Regions from separate parts of the Mus musculus genome. Here regions 1, 2 and 4 are each linked to region 3. Evidence: chromatin contacts called from public Hi-C, Micro-C and promoter capture Hi-C data. All regions are on one chromosome and are shown on one strand. Each heading gives the region's core, a stretch centred on a gene start, on an enhancer-like site or on the middle of the called end of the contact. The rest is flanking DNA. Distances are from core to core; before and after follow the strand shown. Region 1 holds the start of Eloc (elongin C). Region 2 holds the start of Rdh10 (retinol dehydrogenase 10 (all-trans)). Region 3 holds the start of Mcm3 (minichromosome maintenance complex component 3). Region 4 holds the start of Lmbrd1 (LMBR1 domain containing 1).

Region 1 (4,261 bases), core at 1,365-3,864, 4.2 Mb before region 3:
TCAGAAACATCTAATTTGTCTTCTTAGATCAGGCTGGCCTCAAACTCACAGATCCACCTCTGTGATTAAGATGTGGGCATGCTCTGCAGATCCTGTCTTACTGAGTTATCAAGCTAAGTCCCACAGAGAACTCCTGATAAACCTGTCAGAAACCAATGTTCCCTCCCTTCTGTCTTCTGACTTCAGTAAATGGCACTACTGTTCACAAGGTGATTAGCAAAGGCAAAAGCTTTTTTTTTCCTGTTCTAGGAATGAAAGACAAGATTTGGTTTTAATTTATATTTCAAATCAGATGACGTTCTACCGATTTGAACTCTACATCTTTAGATCAAGCTAACTGTATTTTAAATGGACTATTTTTTTAAGCTACTACACCTGAGCATGGTGGTGTACACCTTAAACCCCAGCACTCAAGAAGCAGAGGTAGTTGGATCTGAGTTCTGGGCCAGCCAGGTCCACAAAGTGAGTGCCAGGTCAGGCAGGGCTGGCTATAACCTTATCTGGCATATGTTCCAAGCATTTGTGTCCTTGGAATTTCCTGACTAGGTCAAGTTCACTCACACTTTAAGGCCCTTGCGTTTGCAGTGACTGCTGTGGGAAGCTCTTCCTTTAAACCTCCCTATGATGTTTCTAGCTCAAACATCAAATCCCAAGGGTCTTTCCCTGTCCAAGGTCTTATTGATGTATCCCCTCCCCCCACTTTCTTTTTTATTGAGGGAGAGTCAACAGGGCTTTACTGGACCTCTTGGTTGACCTGGAACTCTTGTCAATCCTTTGCTTGTTTGAGCTTCCTGAATATTCTGAATAAAGGTTTACAGGTTTCTGACATCATGCCTATTTCTACACCAAAAACTGTGTGTGTAAATTTTCAAGTATTGGATGTCTTTGTCTTACTGTACTTAGTAAACTATCAAAGCATTTGGAGTCTATTAACATATCAAAGCATACATGCAAAGACTTTCCTATTACATTCCAATCTGACATACACCCCTGCACAAAACCCCAATCTTTCCCTGAAGCAATAAGACGAAGATCTGCGCAATTTCTTAAGAACTTAGTATACAGAGAAGTAAACTATCACCTTGCTTCTATACCATTGCCTATGTACACTGCAGCATTCCTATCTTATCTAGCAATGAAGCAGATTTTCTCCATTTGAAATAGATACCATCTGGGTGTGGTGATCTACTCCTTCAATCCCAGTGCTTGGAAGCCAGAGGCATACGGGCCATGCAAGTATACATGGTCGAGTTTCAGGCTAGCAAGGGCTACAAGTCTCAAAAAAGAAATGGATTTTTTTAAAAAATAGCATTATGAGGTAATAAACCAACATTTCTTGTGTGTGTGTGTGTGATGCTGGAGAACCAGCCCAGGGTCTCTGGACATTAGGCAAACATGCTACATCAAATTACCGACCCAGTCTGGTAATTAGAGAAATATCATATGAAGGATGAGAAGCCATTTATAAATTAAATAGGGGGATGAAGATATGGAGTAGTGGCACACAAGAGTGCGGACTCAGTGTAGTTGAGGTCCAAGGTTAATCCAAGCAAGTTGAAAAGATAAGAGCCAGCATGGCGGCTACACCTTTAAAACTAACAACTGGGAGATAGGCCTGGTGGGCCACACATTTAGACCAGACGAGTTACTGAGTACAACTTCCATGTCATCCAAGAGTACTCAAAAAATTGATAAATAGAAATATAGAAACCCCAAATTACTATAAATTAACAAACATCCATGATATAAAACCACAACAGTTTACTCATCACTGAAGATTAAATCCACTTGTGAACTTCGACGGCTTAATAACACATAATATAAACGAGATCAAGTATTTACCATCTTAGACCACTTAACAGAAAATAAAATTCAATTTGGGACTAAGAAGCAGATCTGGTAGTATGGACCAAGTTGTAAAACTATTTCAATTGCTTTCTACACTAGAAAGTGCAGAGTAGGCATGCTTGCACTAAATGACAAAACTTTCATGCTCACAAAACTGAAGAGTTCCTTAAGGGAAACTAAATAAATGGGCACTGTACCTGGCACTAGATAACTCCTTTCAGGCAAAAATGAGAGGTAGATAGATGCACAAATGAGCCAATGTACCCAGCCAGGCAGAAATTACCCAAGTTGTCCAGAAGGTAAACTTTCTTTCAGGGTCCTATAGCTTAAAGCGGCGAGGGCTCTCTCCTGGGTCTAGCGACTGATTTTAACAGTAAAACAAATACAAGCGCACATGAGGTAGGCAAAACGGAAAAGCGATCCGGCTGCCATGCTCTTAACTCCACCCTCCCCGCGCTCAGCCTGGAGGAGGCCCAGCCAGCCCGCACCTCCTGTCCTCTCCCCTTTCCAGACCCACCGAGCTGAGCTAGTTAAGGTCCCGCCAAACTCCTCTCCCCTCCCCCAAGCCAGGAGCTGGGGAGGCCGGAGAGACTCAGAGCTTCCGTTCCTTCCCCGCCCAGACGGGAAGGGGTGAGCAGAGGGATAACTAAAGCATCCAGTCCCAGCCGCACTAACTCTCCTAGCGAAATCAGATCCCGATTCCCACCATAGCCCGACACTCACTAGCCAGTCCCGCAGCTACCGCAGCCGTAACCCCACGTACCGCCACAGCCCCTATTCAGGGCCGCCCCCCTCCCACCCCCAGCGGCCTACCCCTGTGGGTTCCGGGGCACAGAAAGGAATTACTTCCGTCGCGTCACAGCCGCTTTCTGTAACGCGCGGGAGACTGGTACCTGGCAAGGCCGAGACGCGATCTGCCGGTAACTTGCGTCTGGAGGAAGTGCGTTGTGGGCAGTAAAACAGGCCCATTTAAGAGACATCGCTACCAAATCCCAACCAATGAGATGCTAGGACTTCTTGGTTCCCAGAATGCAGCGCCATCCGGATCCAATTTCTGCCGAGAAAAGCTGAGCCGGCGAGGCAGCAGTGCATTCTGGGATATGTAGTTTCTTACAAGGTTTCGGCTAGTGTTTGGTCCGAAGTGACACTGCATCTTGGGACTTGTGGTTTTCTGTGTAGCGCTGAAATTTTTGATGTCTTTAAAGCTTGTCTCAACCTCTTTGTTTAAAGTAATACACATCAACGGGCATCTTAACAAGCTCCCAATGTGTTTGCCTCATTTCCTCTCTTCCCGATATAGGTCAGTGTTTACTGAAATATGCCACGCCCACCCGTCCAGTTCTCGCTGCCTATCACCATTACTTAAATCAGGGCCCATTATTTCTGCTCCTCACCTCCCCAGTTCCACGCCCCCCTCAACCAAACCTTTTCATTGGCTTTTCCGTGGTTACCTAGGCACCTTTCCTAGAAAGCTGAAAAGCAGCTCAGTTAAGTTTCCTCTCTGCTGTTTTCATGGAGTGGGCTTGAAAACCTAGATTCAAGATACTCAGTTAATCAGTCGCAGCTGTGTAATAGTATCCCACAAAAGGAAGTATAGTATGTATGTGCTATTTGGAATTTCTGAAACTTCTCAAAGGGTTTTGTTTTTGAATTTTTGAGACAGGGTATTTCAGTGTTACCCTGGAACTACGAGTCCCAGACTAGCTATGTATTTGGGGACAATTCTATCTCCTTCCTTAGCCATCAGGCACAGTAATTTCCCTATGTAATCCTTGGCTGCCCTCCAACTCCAATTTATAATTCTGTTTCAGCCTCAAAGTGTTGAAACGACAGGTGTTGCCTACCATGGGTTGCTCTGAAAGTGTTTGTCTGTTTGTTTGTGTTTGTGTTTTTGCTTTATTTGATTTGGCAGCTATGTATGCTTTTATGGAATTGAAAGCAAAAATATAGCTGCGGCCTTGAATTAATTTTCAAAGGCTTTGGAGAAATAATGAAAGTGTTTTGGTTGTATCCATAATTCAAAGTAGTTTCATAGTAAAAGAGGCATTTGGTAGCAGAAGATAAAACTAAAGAAAAAAATATGAAAAAACTAAGTGAGACCTGAGTCTCCCTTTAGGCAGTAAGGGTGGGCCCGACTTCCATCGTATATCTTGACTAAAGAACCAAGGATAGGTTCATGCGGCTGGCTCAGGATTCCGTTGGTTTGTTTTAAGATTTATTTGTTTGCTTTTTAAATTTTATTTGTTTTTTTTTCTTTTTCTTTTCTTTTTTTTTTGTTTCTGTTTTTTGTTTTGTTTTGTTTTTGTTTTTGTTTTTTTGAGGCAGGGTTTCTCTGTATAGCCCTGGCTATCCTGGAACTCACTCTGTAGACCAGGCTGGCCTTGAACTCAGAAATCCTTCTGCCTCTGCCTCC
Region 2 (4,197 bases), core at 746-3,245, 4.7 Mb before region 3:
CATGTATGACATTAAAGAGATTTATGCCTAACCCCAGCCATCAGTCCTGGCCTGTGAATTGTTACAAGTTGTCAAGTCACACTGAAAAAACTGTACTGCACACTTTTTGGGTTCCAGGACTCACTGATCCTCGATCAAGTCTCAAGCTCCATATGCAGGAGGCTGCCGGTAAGCAGCCGGCTAAGATAACTTTAGCTACAAAGGATCTCGTTCCATGATTCCGCGGAATACATTCTACCGAAGAACGGACCTCCGCCCAAGTAGCCGGATCCGCAGTCTGCCCTCAGTTTGCTCCTGGTACTGCCAAGGCCTCCGCGCGGAGGCCCCCCGCACTCCCTCCTAGTACCACACGGCGTCACAAACACCCAGACAGGCAGGCAGTGGTTCCAGGCTACACTCAGATACAGGAAAAGTGAGACAAAATGCCTCTAGTTTGGGGGATGGAGAAGGATTCTGGGGGAGAGAAGAATCGACTTACGGAACAGCCTCCATGGTTCCAGCCGGAAAAGAAGAGAGAAAGGTGGCGCATGCGCACTGTCTCCTTAAAGGTCTCAGGGCGCGAAGCCCCACGCCTTATAGCTGTCCTGAGATAAGCCGGAAAATAATCTAGAATTGAGATTTTTGCACTTTGCTGGCGCAAAATGAACAGCTTGGCTTAGTCACGGCCAGCCAACTTTATGGTAAAACTCATCGGAAAACAAATGCACTGAATACATTTTTTTTTTTTTTTTTTTTTTTTTTAATGAATAGAGTGGGGACACCTCGTCAGCTCTGGGCTTAATTTCTCCAGGTTGCGTTGACAACCCTAGGGTCAGGCTCTGCGGAATTCGTTGGACCCAAAAGGCATGTTCAGGGATGTGAACTACAAGTCCCAGCATGCGTCGCTGCATAACCCGCGGGGCTGGAGGGCGACGTTGACCGACACTCTGGGCAGCCTTCGCGGCGGTGATTCCCATTAGGCTCACTAGAGTATGAGGCTTCACGTCCTCAGCGGCTAGCTGAGCTATGAAATCACTGTCTGTCACCTCCTCCGGCTCTCTGCGGCCCGTGGCCACGCAGCCCTGCTCCCCCACCTCGGCTGCGCTGCCGAGGTCCTTTTTCCGCCCGACTGCCGGGCTGTCTTCCGCAGCGCCTGATCATCGGCCGCCAGGTCCACAGTCCCTCGGTTGGCGAAAGCAGCGAGACCGGGAAGAGTGATGACCCGAAGGTCCGAGGAGGATGGGGGGGTTCGCTGCTGCGGGACCCGGCAGGCGCAAGCCACGGCGACCCTCAGCAGGGGGCGTGAGCCGCGAAGAGTGGCACGACGAGGGCGGGAGCCTTCGGCCGCGGTCGTGGAAGAGGGGCTGCCCCGCGCGGTGGGGCGGCCGGCGGGAGGGCGAGCGGGGAGGGGAGGCTGGGCCGGGGGCGGGGTGCGACCGGGGGCGGGGAGGGCCGAGCTGAGGGAGGGCCGATGCCACTGCAGCGGCCGGCGCTTCCCGGCGGTGGGTTATATAGCGCGGAGTGTGGAGCTACCTCAGAGCCGGCTGGGAACGCTCAGACGCTGCGGGGCCCCGTGCCCGAGTGACAGCGGCGCGAGTGCAGGGCAGGGGACCCGAGTCGCGCTGGCAGCTCGAGCGGTTGGCAGCCCTCGCGTGCGCCCCGCAAGTCGGCCCTTCCCGGCGCTGCCCGCACCCTCCCGCAACTTGAGTCAAGTTGACAACTCCCGCGTCCCGACGCATCCGCTCGGCGCACCCCTGTCCTAGGAAGACGGGGAGCCGCTGCAGCAGCGCCGGGGACGTTCGGGCGGCGGCGGCTTGGCCATGAGGGCAGCGCGCGTCGCCTAACTCGCGGCTGTCACCGCCGCTGCAGCGGGACTGGACGGACGGACGGACGCTGTGGGACAAACAGGCGGCCGCCAGCAGGAGGCGCCGAGCCGGGAGCAGCGGCAGGCACAGCCCGTGGCCACTGCGCCGAGCCCGGGCGGAACTGGCCCCGCGCAATTCAGCCCCGCAGCACCTCGGGGGCGGACTCCGGGCGCAGCCTTCGCGTCCGGATCGCGGTGACAAGCGCCTCCGGGGCCAGGAGCTGGGCTGTCTGGCGCAGGGAGAGTGAGGACACGGTGCTGGGCTGCTGCGGGACCCGGGGCGTCGCGATGAACATCGTAGTGGAGTTCTTCGTGGTCACTTTCAAAGTGCTGTGGGCGTTCGTGCTGGCCGCGGCGCGCTGGCTGGTGCGGCCCAAGGAGAAGAGCGTGGCCGGCCAGGTGTGCCTCATCACGGGCGCGGGCAGCGGCCTGGGCCGCCTCTTTGCTCTCGAGTTCGCCCGGCGCCGGGCGCTGCTGGTTCTCTGGGACATCAACACGCAGAGCAATGAGGAGACCGCAGGCATGGTTCGCCACATCTACCGGGACCTGGAGGCGGCCGACGCTGCTGCTCTGCAAGGTAATGCCTGTGTATTGTTGAGTCAAACATCTCCCCAGCCCGGAGGGTCTCCACTGCCTAGTGTCATGGGCAGCCTCGCTCTCCCGGAAAGGAACACCCCGCTGGTCTTCTGGAAGGCGAGTGGAATTTGCCCCTTGATAAGAGAGCAAGGTTTTCTGTGTTAGAAGACTGAAAGCGTGCAAAACATAGGAGATCCTGTTTCTTCGGTCCCAAGCTGAGGTTTCCTAAACTCTGCGAGTAGTGTAAGACAGGGGGAACTTGCTACCGCAGGTTTGGGTCCAAAAGTAATTTCTCAGTCTGATTTGCATGTGGCATGATGGGAAGATAGAGAGTCTTGAGAAGTTGTTTCCACAGTGGACTGAAACAGTTATCTGTTTCTGTGAGGTCTGAGCTGCTTAGACTTGGGCGCTATAGATCCTTTCACTATAACTTTAGCTCCTGGAAAATAATTACATTGTTTCCCCAGCCTTAAGTAAGTGCTTTAGTTACTAACCCTGAGTAAATATGAGTGCTTCCCTTCCTCTTGAGAAAGTGCTTTCTCTCGCCCCCCCCCGCCCCCCCCCCGCCTTTTGCAAAATTTCTCTCATGATTTGGAGGCACCCCAATCTACATCTTATGTGTTTAACAATTAGTTTGCGCCTGAAACTTTTTTAAAGCCTAAGTAGAGATCATGACCCACTATAGATACTGTTCTAGGAAAATTGGTGGCTAAATTGACTTGGGCTCCATTCTCCCATATACCTGTCATTTGTTACCAAACTTACCAGAAGCTGTGTGTTTTATGTAAGGTTCAAAATGTTACATTTTCAAAGCTAGTGTGGAGAGGCAACAAATTTGGGCATTTGTGCTCCCTACCCAATCTTAAAAGCAATGCTTTAGAGAAGAGATTTTGATTTCGATGCTGTTTGGACTCTAATGTGGTACACTTGCATATTATTAACCTCTAAACTTTATCTGTGAGATTAATTCTTAGGGGAATCAGTTTAAAATTAAACCAGTGACTTGCATTCTTTCATTAGAAACTGCTCATTCATTGCTTGGCTTTGAATGAGTTTAGATTGTTGCTTACAGTTTGGATTTGTGAGCCTTAAAGTGAATTTCTGTTTTGAGAGCAGAGCTCTCTCTGGCCACCAGCTTCCTCCCCACCCCCATCTGCAATGTGTGTTATTCTCTGGGCTGAGATCAGTTCTTTGCAGGTGTCTAGCTCCAGCAAGTTGATCCCATGTGGTCTACTTGTATTGGACTTGCCACAATTACATGACTTTCCCCTAAGCAAGGTTGTCCAGTAAATTGCTGTAATTCCCAAAGACTTTCAGGGGAGGAAGGCAGCTGTAAGCTGAATTATTGGCAGGCATTACAGTGTTAGAAATTTGAAGCTCACTGTAGTATTTTGCTTTGTATGATTTCTCTCCTACTGACTGCCTTGTGGCTCACTTTCTGCAACCCTTCTTTCTTTCATTCTCCCCTCATCCGGACTTCTGAGGACAGCTGGAAAAGGTGAGGAGGAAATCCTGCCCCCGTGTAACTTACAGGTTTTTACCTACACTTGTGACGTGGGGAAGAGAGAGAATGTCTACCTGACAGCTGAAAGGGTCCGCAAGGAGGTTGGCGAGGTCTCGGTCCTGGTCAATAATGCTGGTGTGGTTTCTGGACATCACCTTCTGGAATGTCCTGATGAGCTCATTGAAAGAACCATGATGGTCAACTGCCACGCACACTTCTGGGTAAATATAAACATCTTTGTTTTTGTTCCCTGGACCCTCCTCAATGAAAAGGC
Region 3 (3,911 bases), core at 886-3,385:
TTGGATCTCTAAAGCTGCCTAGGAGATACAAAGAGGAAAAATTGAATTCAGGTAGAGCATGGAGCTAAACTACAATTCCAGCACTCAGGCATCGGAGGCAGGAGGATCACCTCTGAGTCCAAAGCTAGGCTACAGAGTAAGATTCCTTCAAGAGCAACAGCCAAAAGAACAAGCAAGCAGATGGGTACACAGTGACAAGCTGTAAACACTGGTAGAAAGGGGTATCGTCGAGTGAGAGTAAGCCTGTCCTGAATCTAAGGGATTCCAGTAATATTAGAAGGTCAGAAGGCAGGCAAGCTCAGCAGTGGGGTCTACAACTGCATCAAGAACTTGGGGGTACTTAAGGACATATTACATAAAGGCTGGGTGGTCAGTTCTGTGTTCTTGCCCTCTGGTGTAACGTACTTCTGTCTTTCAGCGGAAAAATGTTCTTTCCTACATTATAAAACAGGTGTATGCCTTTCTGGACAAGGAGAACACACCTGCTGTCTCTATCAATAGAGCATTAAGGACCACTGAGCATTCAATTTATAAAGGGGTTACTGATCGTGGGGGTGGGGGAGGGTTCTATTTATACCATGGGAGGTCAGCATAAAGGTATTCAAAAGTCCTAAGCAGGGACTTGGGAGCTACTTAAAGCCTACACCAGCAAAGATGACACTAGCCACTATGTCACTTACACATGAGGATGCCAGCATGTTGATATATGTCTCAACGGTGCCCAGGAAGTAGACAGCTGCAGACAACCCTTTCCTCCTGTCCAGCATGCCCTATCACATACTATCATGATCATTAACAGTTCTCCTATATGCTTACATTTTAATTGGGAATTAGAATGGCCTAAGTCTTAAAGACTTAGTAAAAACAAACAAAAAAACTTGCAATATGAAAATTTAACTTTAAAATCTGGATGTTAGCACACCTGACTGTAGACATATTTCAAAATCATGATGTATATTTGAAATGTAATTTAAATACTCTTAAAATTCAAATTTAAATTGCTTTTCATTGATCAACAAACTTCCAGGGCTCATCAACATCCTATAGCTTTAAATTTTGGATTACACTTAAACCCATTTTACCTGCATACAAAACACTTGATTCACTAAAAAGAGAGCTGTCATAAATTGTTAGTCTCGCTCCTACCCTCACCAGCATCAGGCCAGTCATTAAATCTGAGGGCTCTGAGCCAGTTACATTAGCTTTTCCAAAGAAGAGCCTGTTTACACCTGACCAGTCTCCTTGCAAGTTGTGTGGGGTTTGGGGGGAACACATGAATTTAGAGACAAACTAAATTACTTTGGAGAAAACCCTAGTAACTCATGAAGATATACAGGAGCAAGAAAATGACAAGAGGAGATAATGAGAAAATGAAAATGATCAAAATACATTATGTGCTTATGAAGTTTCATAATGTAACCCGTATGTATAGTTAACATATCCTAATGTAAGAGGTTTCAAGAAAAATAGGCTGCTCAGAGGAAGACGGCAAGCACAAGGCCTGGGTACCATGTCAAGTAGGCTATGGGGATCAGTAGCAGTAATTATAAGAGGGAGTGATAAGAAAGAAATATGACCAAAATACATTATGTGTTTATGAAATTTCATAACGAAACTAATACATGAAAAGAATGTAACTTTTAAAATCTGGAGGTACATCTTTAGGAGAGAAAAAAAGATAACAGGAAGTTGCAGAGAAAAGAAGTTATCAGCGGCCCTGGTCCTCCGCGGGGTCCCCAGCACCGTGCCCGGTCACCCGCGGGAACCCCCTCAGCCGTGCCCGGTCACCCGCGGGACCCCAGCACCGTGCCCAGTCACCCGCGGGGACCACATCAGCCGTGCCCGGTCACCCGCGGGAACCCCATCAGCCGTGCCCGGTCACCCGCGGGAACCCCCTCAGCCGTGCCCGGTCACCCGCGGGACCCCAGCACCGGGCTCGCGGCCCGAGCCTCACCTCGTCATCCAGGAAGTCCAAGTAGTCTCTCTGCGCTTCCCGCAGCTCCACATCATCCAGCACTACTGTGCCCGCCATGTCGCAGCTCCGAAATCGCCGGCCACCAAACAGTCCGGAAACGCGTGACACCGCCTTGGCGCCAAAACTTCCCAAGTTTTCCCGCCACGGAAGTTTATGGTGGAGGAAGCATGGAGCAGAGACGCGTTATGATTGGCTAACCACTTCAATAGCCTTTCATTCCGTGCCTGGATTGGAGAGAAATGGTCACTTTCTCCGCCCTAATAGGAAGTCTGACCAATGGTACAGAGAGGACGCTCAAAACCCACCCCCTGGAAATTGAGCAACAGGAAGGCTAGGAAGCACTGCATTCTGGGAGTTGTGGTCCTTCCCACCTCACCCCCTGTTTTTCTTTTCTTTTTTTTTTTTCTTTGCCTGTAGGAAGTTTTGTCAAATCGGAAGTTAGGATTTACTGAGGGGGGAGGTCTAAGTTTGCACCCCATATGCACAGGTACAAATGAAGGCCAAAGGTTGATATCCGGTGTCTTCCTCAATCTTTCTCCACCTTGTATTTTTGAAAGACGAACAGGATACCCACTGACCCATCTCTTTAGCCTCCATATTATTGATTCTAACACACTTTGTCTTCTAGCCTTCATTTCCTCCTATACAAAATGAGGAATCTGAATTCAAAATTCTCCAGTAAGCCATCACTAGTATTCCAAGAGCAAGTTAGAAATGGTGTAAAGACAAATTTTATTCACGGAATCATGCTATTGCCTTTAACACAGCCTTGATTTGCTGTATCTTGATCTGTAACCTTGAAGACACAGAGATATATAATTCGTATTTCTCCCCACTTTCACAAGGTCATGAGATAGATAAGCAGAAAATCAGATTGTTAAAAAAAAAAAAAGCATAGTTAGTATATCTAAGGGTTCCACTGCTGTTCACATGCTTGCTTTGCTTGCTATCTGTTGGCTTTCTGCCTTAGGCACTAATGGGCCAAGGCTGATTTACAAGGTGAAATAATTGCTAAGAGGCTGCCTGGAAAGCAGCATGCAGAAACAGTCAAAATCAAGGCATTGCAAAGTATACAAAGTACTTCCTTTTTTTCTGTCTCCAGCCCAAAGAAAACACTTGGAGTGGGCGACCCTGAAGTGGAGAACAGATGAGTTATGGGTACCGGATGCCGCTTCCAAGATGATGCCCACCATGTTATCCTGTTGAAAGAGGGGACTGATAGCTCTCAAGGCATTCCTCAACTCATGAGTAACAGCTCGTGAGTAACATTGTCTGTGTTTGCCAAGTGATTGCTGGGGCTATAAGACCACCCTGGGTCCTCATGGCAACTTATTGTGGATGGCCAAGGCAAAACAACAATTTCTACTTCTGAAACTCCTCGATGGTGGACATCCTGCAGCAAAGACTTTAGTGGACATTGCCGGATCCGAAGACACTGACACTAGTGATGGCACCACCGTGGTGATCCTGCTGGCTGAGGAGTTTCTGAAGCAGGTGAAGTCCTGTGTGAAGGAAGGGTTATGCCCTCAGATCATCATCTGAGCTTTCTGCACAGCCACCCAAAATCAAAGAGATAGCTGTGACTATAAAGAAGCAAGATAAAGTAGAAGAGAGGAAGATGCTAGGGAAGTGTGCAGTGACAGCCCTGAGCTCCAAGCCCTGAGCTCCAAGCTGATCTCCCAGCAGAAGGCCTTCTTTGCCAAGGTGGTGGCTGATGCTGTGATGATGCTCAATGAGTTGTTGTAGCTTAAAATGACTGACACCAAGAAGGTGCAGGGTGGAGCCCTAGAGGAGTCTCAGTTGGTGCCTAGTGTCGCGTTCAAGAACACGTTCTCGTAGTCTGGGTTTGAAATGCAGCCCAAGAATTATGAGAATCCCACAATTGCCTTCTCAAATGTTGAGCTCAAGCTGAAAGCAGAGAAAGATAATGCTGAAA
Region 4 (3,927 bases), core at 166-2,665, 3.9 Mb after region 3:
TAGAGAAAGGTGTTGTCTGATTCATACCAATGTGGAATGGGATCTGAATCCTATGGAAATATGCAAAAGTAAGTTATTTGTTCCATGGCAGAATTAGGGAAATGCAGCTTCAGGAGGAACAGCTTGTGCTCACAAAATTACTGATTATGTGATCGTTTTCAAAGAGGATTTGGGCCATTGAAGACAACAGGGATGACTGGTCTCAGGTGGTTTTTGATATCTCCTCTAACCAGCAAGCCTACTACAGAAGGGTTAAAAGGCATTGGCTCAAGAAGTAAAGCACAAGCATGACTTGTTGGTGATGCACTTGGGGACACACATGAGATCTCAGAGACGGACACACACTTCCACCAGAGAGTTTCTGATGGGACCGGTTCATATAAAACACATTCTGTTTCCACTTTCTTCTCATTTCGACACTTCTACCCAACCCTTAACTACTGCAGACTTCCAGTCAGAAATAAGACCAAGGTGAGTAATAATATCACAGCAGAATAAACTATAGCGACGATGGAGTTCATCCATAAACTGTTTTGACTGCATCCTAAGTGTCTTAGTGTCCTAAGGATGGAAGTGTTTATTGGGTTCACAGTGCAAGGTTTCAGCGCATTGTTGTGGTGATGTTATAGACAGCAGGAACTAGAGGTGGCTACTCACATCCAAGGTCAAGCGCACACAGCAATGAGTTATGCACGCATGCTAAGTAAGTCTTCAGTTCTGGTCCAGGGATGTGGAAATGTTACCACCCACATTCAGGGTGGGGCTTCTCACCTCAGCCCAATTAAAGGAAAAAATCCCTCACAAGCCCACAGGACAATGTATTCGAGACAATTTGTCACTGAGTCTTCCGAGATGGTTCTGCATTGTATCAAGCCCACAGACAAACGTCCACAATCAAAACTAAATATCACGCCGGGGTTTGTTTATTCAATTTAAATACACACTAATACACCACGGGACCCAGGCAAGCATCCCAGGTTTTCCCTCAGCTTCACATAAGATTTACAACAATCTCTGTTTTGTTCACTTGAGCATATTATTAGCACCTACAGTTCATAGACTCGGACATTTTAATTGTATGAAACCATCATGGAAATTCACAGGTACGCGCAGATGGAAAAAACAAAACAAAACGAAACATCACGTGGTAGCACAGTGCCGTCAAGCAATGACGTGACCTGGTCATCAGCAAATTATAAAGTCATCTGGGCAGATGACATTCTTTTATTCTGAGTCATTCCTGCACCAGGATGACTTCTGATTGCATAATGGGATCAAAACCTTGTTTTTGGAAGCAATGAAAACCCGTAATGTCACTCTACATTCAGAGGCACAGACACAGCCCTGCCTCCGTAAAGCTCCTAGAGTGCCAGCAAGATCAAGTGGCACGCAGGCCGCGCGTGGGCGGGCAGCGTGGTGACGTCACGGTGCGTCGGGTGCGCCCCGCCTCGGCTCGGCTGGTCGCCAGGGGACGCTCGCGGGCCGGGTCTCCTTGGCAACCCTCCGCTCTGCCCCTCCGCCCCTTTAACCTTTAGGCTGCGCAGTTCCGGGTCCCTCTTCGTTCCGTCCCGTCCCGTCCCGTGCCTTCCCTCCCCACCCCTTTGGGCTTATCCGGACCGGAAGCGAAGATGGCGGCGGCGGCGGCCGAGCTGGTGATCGGCTGGTGCATCTTCGGCCTCTTGCTCCTGGTAGGGGAGGCGCTCCGAGTTCTCCCAGGGTGAGGGGGTGGGAGGAGGAGGAGGGCGGGCCAGCGCTGGCCTCGCCTGTCGGGGACCCTCCTCGCCCGCCCTGCTCTCTGCTGGGTCCGCGAGGGTCTCCGGAGGAAGGCGAAGAGGCGCTGATCCTCCGCGGTCTCCTTCCTAACTTCAGCCAGCTTCTGTCTCTTGTCTGAGAATGTAGCTGGCGGGTGAGTTTGGGGACGAGCGACCCTCGGGGTGGAGAAAGGCGTGATCACGGCTTGAATTGGAGTCCTCACCGCCTCTGGGCCAGGCTTCTGGGCTCTGACAGAATCAATTGTTTATTTGTTTAAATGCCTCCTTCCCCCCCCGCCCCCCCTTGTTTCCCCGCGCCCATTGTGCGATTCTGCCTTGATGACGTGAGTGTCACGTTCTAGGTATTACATTCCACTTAGAACGCTGTAGAGCCGCTTGGCCAGGCGGGAGGTTATTACCTGTCTGACCTCAGGTGCCTTCTTTTCCAGACTTCTCTGATCATTGGGTGCACAAAACCCAACTGTAGTGACTCAGAGTGACCTGGTTGTTACTTTCTGACTTCGTTTAGTTTGCTTCTCTTATGACATTTCATATTGTCAAATCCTTCCCCACTCTACAAAGACTTCAGTCCTATGGTCAGTTAGTGTTTGCATTTTGAAACTCGTCCGATGTGTTTCAGATTCCCTATACTGACCCTTGGGTAGTTTGTTCAGGTAGTCAAGTTTTTCAGTTTTTCATCAGGTAGCGCGCGCACGCGCGCACACACACACACACACAGAGATACAGACACACACACAGACACACACACGCACACGACACTTGCCTTGCATGTTCAGGAACCCTAAATTCAGTCTTAGTACTGGCATGCTCCCTTCACTTTAACAAATCCCATTGCCCTGGGCCATGCTTAGCTTGTGTCCTGGAGGGAGGCTATCTAGCCCTGTACTAGGAGAGAATTCACTGGCTTTCCCAGCCCATATGTTTAGTGAAAAATAAGCATGTTACCAGCAGGAACGTAGAGTTGGAGTATCTTGATTAATGAAAAAGCATTTAAAGCACAGTAGTTTTACTGTGGATACAGTAGTTTTATCTAGGAGGATACAAACAAAATAATAAGTGGCTTTTTAAGAGGGGGCTGATCATAAGTTAGGAAATAGAGATCTTAAGCATTGAAAGAGAAAATATGATTTTATAAGGGAAATAGGACTTGGGAGAGGATACTGTTGGAAGAAAGTGCCAGTGGAAAAGTAGCCTTTGGATAGTTTGTGGCCTTGAATCAGGAACAACCCGGCAGTAGAGAAGTACTGTTGCGAGGTGCAAAATGTGATTTACTAAAAATTAAACGGACAGTGGTGGCACACGCCTTTAATCCCAGCACTTGGGAGTCAGAGGCAGGTGGATTTCTGAGTTCAAGGCCAGCCTGGTCTACAGAGTGAGTTCCAGGACAGCCACAGATACACAGAGAAACTCTGTCTCAAAAAACAAACAAAACAAAAAACAACAACAAAAACCCCCAAACAAACAAAAATTACTGTCAGTCTGTTTAGTGCTTGGCTTATTAGAAAGGAGCTGTATTCATGTCTGCTTTTCGTTCTGTCTTCAAGAAAGTTATTTTGGTTGAAGTGTGTGTACAAAACCTAGTCAGAAGTAGAGGACTGTTTTGGTAGCTGGAGATGTTCTTTGTGATTGCACCAAAAGCTAGCACATACCAGTTTCTTCAGGTTCTGTGGCAGTGTGCAATCTAAAACCGAGAGCGTTGTCTTCCCTTACGTTCAAGGCCATGAGTCCGACTAAGTGCTGAGGGGAGCTTTTGCCCATTCCTGGCTCTGTTTTGTGATCTCTGTTTGCTACTTAGGAGCTAGTGGTAACTCGCAGTTCATCTCCTAAATATGGATATACTGAATTAGGCAGCATCATATATTACACTTATTAAACACAGATCTGGTCAGAAATGTCCTGAGAAGTCCTAAGTATTGAAAAGTTGTCAAGCTCACACTACTGTGTTCAAGCTTTCCAAGTTTCTAAATGTCACTCAAAAGCTTGAGGTTTTAAATTACACTTTAGGGCTGGAGAGATGGCTCAGCAGTTAAGAGCGCTGACTGCTCTTCCAGAGGTCCTGAGTTCAATTCCCAGCAACCACATGGTGGCTCACAACCATCTGTAATGAGGACCCGATGCCCTCTTCTGGTGTCTCTGAGGACAGCGATAGTGTGCT

Evidence for each region. Promoter capture Hi-C pulls out the DNA fragments that hold promoters and counts their contacts. Hi-C and Micro-C count contacts between places; a contact is called where the count stands out from the background.
Region 1: a contact with region 3 is called in a promoter capture Hi-C map of cranial neural crest. The contact joins the promoter of Eloc here to the promoter of Mcm3 in region 3. A contact is called at or near these places in 2 of 39 promoter capture datasets (cranial neural crest and pre-B cells).
Region 2: a Micro-C map of embryonic stem cells shows a contact between it and region 3, with 10 times the contacts expected there. The contact joins the promoter of Rdh10 here to the promoter of Mcm3 in region 3.
Region 4: a contact with region 3 is called in a Hi-C map of CD4 T cells, with 9 times the contacts expected there. The contact joins the promoter of Lmbrd1 here to the promoter of Mcm3 in region 3. A contact is called at or near these places in 1 of 39 promoter capture datasets (embryonic stem cells) and 1 of 484 Hi-C or Micro-C datasets (CD4 T cells).

The regions. Positions count from the first base shown.
Region 1 is chr1:16,654,251-16,658,511 of GRCm38.p6, forward strand. It overlaps Eloc (elongin C), which reads right to left and starts at 2,615. Exons shown (of 4, transcript NM_026456.4): 1 at 2,572-2,615. D030040B21Rik (RIKEN cDNA D030040B21 gene) reads left to right here and starts at 3,302. Exons shown (of 4, transcript NR_037998.1): 1 at 3,302-4,261.
Region 2 is chr1:16,103,887-16,108,083 of GRCm38.p6, forward strand. It overlaps Rdh10 (retinol dehydrogenase 10 (all-trans)), which reads left to right and starts at 1,996. Exons shown (of 6, transcript NM_133832.3): 1 at 1,996-2,420; 2 at 3,909-4,144. The coding sequence starts at 2,132. It overlaps Rpl7 (ribosomal protein L7), which reads right to left and starts at 547. Exons shown (of 7, transcript NM_011291.5): 1 at 479-547. The coding sequence starts at 492.
Region 3 is chr1:20,818,177-20,822,087 of GRCm38.p6, forward strand. It overlaps Mcm3 (minichromosome maintenance complex component 3), which reads right to left and starts at 2,136. Exons shown (of 17, transcript NM_008563.3): 1 at 1,955-2,136. The coding sequence starts at 2,032. It also overlaps the pseudogene Gm20587.
Region 4 is chr1:24,677,129-24,681,055 of GRCm38.p6, forward strand. Lmbrd1 (LMBR1 domain containing 1) reads left to right here and starts at 1,416. Exons shown (of 16, transcript NM_026719.2): 1 at 1,416-1,688. The coding sequence starts at 1,629.